2 separate regions of the Gossypium hirsutum genome follow, and region 1 is linked to region 2. Evidence: chromatin contacts called from public Hi-C data. All regions are on one chromosome and are shown on one strand. Each heading gives the region's core, a stretch centred on a gene start, on an enhancer-like site or on the middle of the called end of the contact. The rest is flanking DNA. Distances are from core to core; before and after follow the strand shown.

Region 1 (5,107 bases), core at 2,272-4,771, 450 kb before region 2:
TATGGGTGATAATGCATGAGCTTCATAGACAAAGAAAGCGAACAATAAGCCAAAAGGACAACCAGGCTAATACTACTTGTGTTTAATTGGGGATGAGAAAGACAGGTTCCATAGATGATTTGGATAAGACCCAGTCCCCAGAGATTGCCCTTAAAATGCCAAAGGCAGCTAAAAGGGTCCACCACATCCAGCTTAACTCTATCTTGCCAAATGTCGTTATTCAGCTCCCATGGCCTATCCCATGCTCTGGCATTGATGTTGAAATTCACCCCTATCTAACGACCCCACCATCCCATCTTGTTTTTGCTCCAACTCCAACAAGCCAACAAAGATAAAGGAAAACACACACACATATATATGAATCCGTTGCAATCAAATGAGCCCGTTGCCGGGTCCATCTCTCACCACTATCCGACGTTGAAATTTGGCATTGATGCAGACATTTATGAGAATAATGAATGGTCCACCACCAATCTAACAAATGAGGACTCTGAGAGTTGAAAAGCCAGGCAATGCAATGCATGTCAAAGTTTAGAGGACTACAACAATAATAGACGAAAATATAATTTTTTTTCTTGTGATCCTAACAAAGACATTGAATTACAATGGGTATAAGAATTTATGGATTCTTCCATATTCATACATGTAAAGCAAACATAAAATAAATGCCAGATTATTGTTTTCTTCTCGTAATTGGAGATACAACACCAATACCGGGGAACTAATAGAAAAATTAATTAATTAATAAAGAAAAAAGACTCCAAAAAACTTAAAAAGGGACTTTAAAGTTGTTAGTCACCTAATGTTGTTGATAGCATTATCTCCACCTAGTTGGCTGGTGATAGTTCCTCCCACTATCCCCTTCACTTGTATCAGAAGCAGAGGCCCCATCGAATCGTCTTTCACCTACTTTTGCAGAGTTGCGGTTCGTTCGATGATCATCAGAACGAGAATTGGATTGTTCTCTTGCAATCCGACGTTCCTGAAAAACATGATAAAGGTAAATATATGGTTCACAAAGAAAATAATGTGAAAGCTCCCTTTCTGATGCGGTAAACTGTTGTTAATCTACGGTAAGGAAGAGGTGCTTACATCATGGAAGAGCAGATCATCAGCCTCAAGCATGTGGATAATATGCCCCATTTTTGGCCTCTTTGTCGCATCAGGATCAACGCATTTAAGAGCAACCAGCAGTACACGTTTAAGTGCTTTTGAAGCAGGCATCTCGGGTAACTTAGGGTCAACTACTTCCTCAGATTTTCGGTTTCCAACCTTGGTTTTTAACCACTCCACCAAATTCACCTGTCAGTTGGTTGCATCTTAGCAACTTCAAGAATTTAGGGTAAGCAATATAGAAGGAAATTTAATAAGTCAAGTCTAACCTCTCCTGGAGGACGGCTATAGTCAACAGGGCTTCTCCCGGAAATAATCTCCATAATAAGTATACCAAAGCTATACACATCACTCTTCTCATTCAGCATTCCAGTACAAGCATATTCTGGAGCAACATAACTGGGAAAGAAAAATGTAATTTTCCTACTTCAGGACTACATAGCATTTTGGTTACAGCTCAAGTATGCATTCATAATGGTTAAATTCAAATTTCTTTTTTTTTTTAAAAAAAAAAGAGAGAGAGAGAGCGTGCAAGAAGGCAAAATGGAATTACTAACCCAAAAGTTCCCATCACACGAGTTGTCACATAACTATTTTCAGAACACAAGAGTTTAGCAAGCCCAAAATCAGAAACTTTGGGGTTCCACTGGCGATCAAGTAGGATGTTGCTGGATTTTACATCCCGATGGACAACCTTCGGTTCAAGACCCTCATGAAGGTAGGCTAAACTGCACGTAAATAGCAATACACAATCTGAAGAAGAAATTATAAACAACTGTATATGAACCAAAGCATACAATTCTAACTAATGTACCCTTTGGCTGTTCCCACTATGATATTCATTCGTATCTCCCATGTAAGAGGACTGACATCCCCAACATCCCCATGGACCCACTGTTCCAGATTCCCATTGTCAACATACTCATATACAAGCATCCTGAACAGCAAAACCAGATAAAAAAGGTCACTTCTCTTACACTATTCAGAAAAAGAGTAGCATTTTTGTTTTCATGGTGGAAGATAATCACAGTACCTATATGCACCTTCAACACAGTATCCAAGCAATCTTACAAGATTCTTGTGCCTTACACGCCCAATTGCTTCCACCTCCACCTTAAATTCCTTCTCAGCTTGACCCCTGAAGGATTGATTCATTACTTTGTTAAGCTAATTGGTAGGCAAACCAAACTTAAATAAATGAATTAAGGGGAATAACGAAGACAAAAAAAGATTCCATAAAAGTCTAACCAAAAAGAAAAAACACATTATCGTCCAGGCCTAATAATGACTTCTTTTCCTCAAAAAGCAGTGATTTTTACACTTTACAGCACAATGTCTGACCAACCCAAGGCAAGAACTTTAAACCAGAAAAGAAAAAAAACATTGAGGCAGCTAACTGTTCACAGTTGCATGAATACATCGATTTCATGACAGAAAAAAATTTGTGTTTTTCCCCTTAGCAATCAAATTAAGTTCAAACTAATTACTATAATGAAAAACAAACCCAATCAAAGATACATAATTCGCAAAAGAACATTCATTTCAAGAAATGAAAATTATTAACAAAAAAAAAGAGGCATAATCAAATAAAAGTTTTATAAAAAAAGGGGTACCTGTTATTAAGCAAATTCTTAACAGCAACTTTAGTTCCGTCAGTTAAAACGCCACTATAAACAATTCCATAGCCACCTTCCCCAATCACATTCTCTTCACACAATCCATTGGTAGCTAATTCAAGTTCCCTCAAAGTATACCATCTTCCCCACCCAAGATGAGACACTTCCGGACCCACGCTTCCACTTCCAAACGACGCCGTCTCGCTCACACTAGCAGCGGCACTCGTCGGCCCTCTGCTTTCCCCACTGGAGAACACCACCCTGTGTTCCACTTTCCCCAAGTCAACTTGAATCTCCGGTACCGGCGGGGCGGCATGGTGGTGATCTGGTGCGGGAGGGTGATGGACTATTTCTTGGATCTCTTTGGAAATTGGCGGCGTGGGGTCCAGGTGTTGATGTCTACGAGATTTGCGGCGTGTTGTGAGGCAAAGTGAGAGAAGAAACAGAGTCAAGACTATGAGTGAGCCAAGTAGAATACCGATCACCACCCATAATCTTAACCCGAATATCGACGTCGGCTTTGATAGCTCCGTGTTAACAAATGCCGCGTCGTCCACTGACATTTCCTTTCTTTTTCAGAATTTCTTCAAACAGTTCAAGACTCCGGCAGGATTAACTACGCCGGAGAAACGACTTTCATTAAAAAAAAAAGTTTGGGAACAGGAAAAAAGAATCAAAACGAATATAATTAAAGCAAAATGGAGACAGAGAAATAGTGTTTTTTTTTTTTTTTTAGTCTCCAGTACCATACCTCTTTTTCTTTTTTAATATCTGCTGTACTTTTAAATAAGTTGTCCGAAAAAAAAAAGGCTGTCTTTTTTTTTCTTAAATTATTTGAAATTAGAAAAATATAATATTGTCTAGCTGGAATTGGATGTTTGTGTAATAAGTGAAATGACGAGATTGTCCTTTTCTTTTCTTCCTTTTTCAATATTGAGACGGCGATGACCGTTTAAGGGAAATTCTAGGACACGTGTTGGCTGGTTAAGTTATTTGGTGTATTTCATCAAACGGTAAAGATCACGAATCAGATTGCGTATGGAAGACCTACACCAGAGCTTCACGTGGTTGATGAATCAACGTTTTTAAGTAGGACCCACACGTGGCCGCACCACATTCACCCGTTTATGGAATTAATTGATTATTTTTCAATTAGTATATCTTAATTTTCGGGCTAAATTAGAAAAATATGTGGTTTTTTTAATTGCTTTTAGGTCGTTCTTTTTCCTTAAATTAGAGAAATATATTGTTTTTTTAGAGAATATAAAAGCACATCCAGCTTGGTGTGTTTTCCTGCAACGATCATTTTCCCGACAATAAATTTTTTTAAAAGAGTCAATAGTAATTTTTTTCCCTATAAATATTAGGCTATTCTATTTTTTATTCTTTTCACTCAAATTTAATTTTCTCTCTCTCTCTAAACTCTCAATTCTCTCAACTCTATTAATTTCTCAATTTTTGTTTGAAATTTTCCTATACACTTTATTTAAAGATACTATAGTTTTATTTAATTATTTTGTATATTCATTTCGATTAATTTTTCACGAATGACAAACTTTCTAATTCGTTTTGACGATAAGCAAATTTCCATTGCTCAAGCAATAATGTTAAGAACAATTTTAAATTTCGTTATTTTCAATTAAGTTAAATTTGAAATTTTTTAATTTTTAAAATATTTTATTTTGTCAATATAAATGGGCGAATGATTGTGTTTTGGAAGGGTTCATACATAATTTGTCAAAGAGCGTAGACATTGAAATTCGTGGTTATTTGCAAGACGCGAGATTCTTACATTCGTCTCATATGCTTGAGCGTTACAAATTGGATCCTACACTCATCAGCGTGTTGGTAGAAAGATGGAGACTCAAGACACATATATTCCTTCTTCCATGTAGTAAGTGTACAACCACATTCTATAGCAGTTCGTCTGGTGGAGGCTATGTAAAGTTACTGTTTGGTGTGTAAGTTGGTTAAGTCGAAGGTAAAAATTGAGTAAGTTAGTGAAATATTTGTTTTTGATTGGGTAGTGTATTCTATGGGATTCATCATTTGGCAAACTCCAGGATTTGGCGAACTCTAGGGTTTGGTGGACTCTTCTGTTTAGCTATCCACCCACCCAAATGTTTTGGGCGAACTCATTAGTTCGCAGCTCGATAGATTTGTTTTCGTGTTTAGTATATATTACGATGGTTTGGTTAGTAATGTTGGGGTTTAGTTGAGACCTAGTTAGAACTAAACTAGGGTATGATTAGATTCTTAATTATTTTTTTTTCAAAATTCTAGAACGATCGTGGAATCTTCTGACTTTCCACTAAGTTTTGCTCTTGTATTTCTATGTTATATAAGGATATCTAGTTGGCATGTTTTTGCGTTTTTGC
Region 2 (5,065 bases), core at 2,458-4,957:
ATTTTCTAAGTTTCCCAAAGTTTTCAAATGTTAATGGTTTAGTCCTGAATCTCTTCCAAACATGTTTTAAGATCCCATAGAGTTTTATAAGAGGCAATATGATTGTACATGAATTATGTATGTCTTTGAAAGTTTAAATGTATGAAATATATATATGTTATGATTTGATAAGTCCGGTAATGCCTCGTAACCTGTTCTGGTGACAGACATGGGTTAGGGGTGTTACAACATGGGTGTATGGGCTTTGGGCTAGGCCATGTGGGCCCACACAGGCACGTGGGCCCAAAATTTTAAAATTTTCCCCAAGGTTGAACAGGTTGTTTCAATCGATTGTGGGCCTATTGTAGGGTCAGTAAGGGCTAACCAAACCCTATTATATGTGATCTGATATTCTGATAGTCTGATCTGAGTAGGAAATTGATATATATGTTTGACTATTCTGTATAAGTATGTATGTTATCTGTATACGAGCATGTTAAACATGTTAATTCTGTTATTTTTGCATCTGTATTTTGTATCCATGTTTAGGGTGGGATTTGTTTATGTGGAGGATGTGATTTGTACAGTGACCTTTCGCCTATTTTCTTGCAGCTTGACTGCATATTATTCTGTTATGTGTTGCATCGACACTATATGGTGTGTAGGGATGGGTGGGTGTTTTTAACCCCACATGGTGTGATGGGATCATCGGAGATGGTGTGTAGAGGATGGAGGTAGGATTTTGTATATCTGTCTTGATTATCAGATTCTGATATTTGTATCTGCTAAGGACTTAGGTCCATATTTGTATATGTTCTGCATATGAGAATACTGTGTACATTTGTATGTCTATCTTTGTTGGGTTACACACTGAGTTTACGAAAACTCACATCTGTTTGTCTGCTCTGTACAGGTAATCCTCATACATAGGCGGGTCGGTGCGACAGAGGCTCAGCGGTGACCACTCATTGGAAAACTATTGTTTTTATTATCCTTGTAATTTTTGGTTTTCGAGAGAGTTTTGTAATTTTTGGACTCTCATGACTTTTTGGGACTGTTCGTTTTGGATTTTTGGTTTGGTTGCGTTTATGATTTTTAAACTATGTGATTGAAAAAATTCCAACTTTACAGGAACAGATGTTTTTGGAAACACGAACCTGGTTTCAATTTAAATGATTTTCAAACTTCCGCTGCGAAACTTTTTGTAACTATAAAGGACAACTTATAACGATTTCAATAAGATAATAAAAACAAGTTTTTTCGAAAATATGGACTCTATTTGGTATCAAGCAACGCGATTCATTTTAACATAAAAGATGTGTTTTAAAACACTTCATCGTAACACTCCCAAATTCAACCATGATGTCTAGGCCGGATTTGAGGTGTTACAAGAACCATTTCTAGACATGCATTTTCACATTATCACATTATTTCCAGCAATCAACTATGGATTTTCCAAACAAAATAATTTCCATTATTTTCCTTCGGTTTCTTAACATTTTATTTTTAGCTTGTAACTAATCCAAATATATATTCATCATAAATCATGTTTAAAATAAATTCAACTTATGTATAAATAAGCATACAATTCAAAGCAAGTTTAAAATTAAATAAATTAAACTTACGTACTCATACAAACAAAAAATATCATCAAAGCAACTTTAATAATTAAATAAAACTCAAGTTCAACCCTATGTTCAAGTTAATATCTTAATATAAAAACTTGTCTCTAATCTTGGGTTTGGTGCAATCCATATTAAAGGTAAAAATAATATTAACCAAGTCTAGGGTAAATTTACATTTCTACTATATTTTGAATTATCTCTAATTTACAACCTACTAATTTCCAATAATAATATTCAATTAAATTCAGACAACATAAAATTTTGGATTCATGCTTCATTCAAATAATTAATTAAAAAATAATTTCCTTTACATGCGATCAATATTTTATTTTTTCAAAATTAAATCAATTTTAATCTATCAAATAGTTAGATCTTCACCTTTTTTGTACCTATTATTTGATGCGTAAGAATCTCGAAAAATAAAAATATCAATATTATTGGGATACATGCAACAAGACGACAGTAAATACAAATATATGATACCTTCATAGAAACATGAGACAGATAACATCATAATAATAATGGCTAAGTTACATTCAAGTATTATCATTAGGAATATCTTTTCAAATATTATCAACAACCACATAATCAAACTTAAGTTACTTTCAAATCTTAATCCAAATATATTTACCTTTACTTTTCTGATCAATTAATGTTTTGCAAAATAAATTAGTAAACATATTATTACGTAATTAAATAAAATAATTAACTTATCATAACTATTATAATATCACTTACCATATTTTATTAAAACAAATTTTTAACGCTTATTGAGGTCAAAAGAATAAAAATAACTAAACTTGAAAATTAAAACAGTGTACGTTGTCATTTAGATGCTATCGAAATGGTTAATGAAAACGTTTGTTAGTCAATATAATTCAAAATGAAAAAAATACGAGACAAGAAAAGAAAAAAAATTAAAACTTAGAAAAAAAATATTTTACAAGCATATATTATTGTTTAAAAAAGCAAATGGTATCATAAAAACCAACATATGTATATTTCGTAAAAGAAAAAGGGCAATTTAATAGAGGAATGTGGATCTATAACAAAATAAAGAAATATATAAACATGTAGTTGACGAAAAAAGAGTTTAAAAATCTAGATCTACCTTAACAATGTAAATCCGGGTTCTTTTTGTATGTCAACGGAATAAGCGTTGTACGACTTCTACTTTACCTTTTCTCTAGCAGTTACAAAGTAATTTGTCGTCACCAGAAACTGAACAAGTTTATTCTTCTGCGGCAGCAACAATATCAAATCTAGATGAAAAATGTGATTAAGAACATTGATGTTCAAAACAAGAGAAAAGAAACTTGAAATTGAAAATTAAAAATAAAAGTCAATAAGATTTCATCTTCATACCACTGACATCACGAAATCTAAACTGGAAATGAAAAGACATGCAAAAAAATAAAAATAAAACATAAGTTAAAAAATAGAAAAAAAATTTAAAAGTATATTGTGATTAAAAAAAATGAAAAATGGAATCATGTAATTGAAGACGAAAAAAACACTTTTCATGGTGAGCTTAAACTTTCATAACAATGCAATTACAACCAGAAAAAAAAAGCAACAAGAAAAAAAAATAAAAGAAAGATTAAAATTTTAAAAGAAAATGAAAAAAAAAATTAGAACCCGATATTTTGCGTTCTCATGACGTCGGACTTTGTAAACATGGTAAATGAAAGGTGTTGGAATATAAATTGGTAACAATAATCTAAAAAACAAAGAAGGAAAAAAAAGTTTTTTTTTCCTGAAACATTTCATATTAGAAAGAAAAAAAAAACTTGGTATTCTACATATTAAACAACGTTTTGGATTAATTGCATTTTTAAGTCTCTCCATGTTCTTAATTTTTCAATGATGATTTTTGGTGCTTTCAAATTACATTTTCAATCTTTTAATTGTAAAAGTTAAGATTGATTGAACGCTTTTTGATAAAGGTAAATTCAACTTTTTTTAATTAAAATTGATTAAACTTTTAATTGTATCTTAAAATTAAAGAAATATTTTCTATTTCTTTCATAGCTTATTCAATAATATCAAATTAACGGGGATCCTTTCTTTGCCGCATGTTCTACACAGCATGAGAACGGCACCGTTTTTGGCTTGTTGAGCTAAAGAATGGACGGCAGCAACCTTTGGTTCTTCTACTTTGCTACCTATAAGTAGTAGTTTCAAGGATATTCAAGAATAAATGTTTAAATTTAAATTTCATCCTCTATTTTACAAAAAATTATAAATTAATCCCTATATACTAATTTGTCAAATTTTAATTATAGTATTTCTCATAGAAATTGAGAAATTAGTTCCTATATTCTAATTTGTCAAAATTTAATTATCGTATACCATGAAAACTAAGAAATTACTTTGATTCAGTCGGTTTTCTCAATTAGATTTATATGGCTACATATATATTATGTATTATAAAATATAAATATATTTTAAATAATTCTTTTTTCAGTTTGGTTATGTGGGTTAAATTAAACAATTAAACTGAGATCAAAACCGTTCAATCCATCCCACCCGATTAAATCAAAACCGAAAAAATCGAATGGGTTAATCTTTTTGGTTTTCTAGATTAAAACCGAAAATTACTCCCCTAAGAGTGACCAATTTTCAAAAACTCTATTAGGGACCGGTTTATAATTAAACCTAAAACAATCAAATTCATATCAAAATAAACCGAGAGAAAAAGAAACGAACCGCGTCGTTCAAGGGAGATTTCTTCAGTAGAAACCATAGTGAGTCGGCTATTATCAACTTCATCACCCATAGCACTTCCAAATTTAGCACAAGACCTTCTATCGAATATCCGTTCCTTGCGTGGAGAATCGACGGCGATTTTTCGGACTTGGATCGTCGTCGTGACTCTTGACGTGTTTCCCTTCTTCGTTGAACTTATACTCAATCACCTTCTTGATCCCGTTCTTGTCTGGGCCGATTACTTCCTTCGGTGGTAATAAGTAAGTCAAATCCTCGGCCTCGTTATCTTCAATATCCGCCCATCGGAACTTTGTTTGCTTGGTAGCCTTAGTTGCCATGGAAGAATAGTAATAAAAATTTCAAGCTTTTTACTATGGCGGGAAAGGTAAAAAAAAACAGGCGGTAGAGTAACTACAGAGTATTTTAGAGTAACTTTTATTTTTATTTTTTTTTAAATTCAAGATGCTTTGTATAATGCTGTAAAAATCCTAATCCTGTTTGAAGTCATTAGGAATTTAAAAAAAAAAAATCCTAATTCGATTTGAGTTAGTATAGCTTATTTTAATAATCTATAAATATGGATAAATTATGGATGTTAAAATATAAGTATCTGTACTTTAAAATTTTGAAATTTAATTTTTATATTTTTAATAATTTAGTTTCTTTACTTTTTTAGATTCTAAAATTTAGGTCCAATTATTAATATAATTAATTTTTTGTTAAATTTACTGATGTGATATTTTGAAATAAAA

Evidence for each region. Hi-C and Micro-C count contacts between places; a contact is called where the count stands out from the background.
Region 1: a Hi-C map of leaf shows a contact between it and region 2, with 1.8 times the contacts expected there. The contact joins the promoter of LOC107955270 here to the enhancer-like site in region 2. A contact is called at or near these places in 2 of 34 Hi-C or Micro-C datasets (both in leaf).

What each region holds. Positions count from the first base shown.
Region 1 is chrA07:31,975,488-31,980,594 of Gossypium_hirsutum_v2.1, reverse strand. LOC107955270 (probable serine/threonine-protein kinase At1g01540) reads right to left here and starts at 3,521. Exons shown (of 8, transcript XM_016891012.2): 1 at 2,727-3,521; 2 at 2,147-2,251; 3 at 1,928-2,050; 4 at 1,671-1,841; 5 at 1,383-1,512; 6 at 1,093-1,302; 7 at 800-982; 8 at 1-490. The coding sequence starts at 3,292. The coding sequence ends at 818.
Region 2 is chrA07:31,526,108-31,531,172 of Gossypium_hirsutum_v2.1, reverse strand. No RefSeq gene overlaps it. Among protein-coding and RNA genes, the nearest start is that of LOC107956844, 9.8 kb to the left of the region's middle. Within about 2 kb of position 3,707, at least 4 of the 9 cell types and tissues checked have an H3K27ac peak or open chromatin away from gene starts, as enhancers often do. A contact at or near this core is called in leaf, where this site is marked.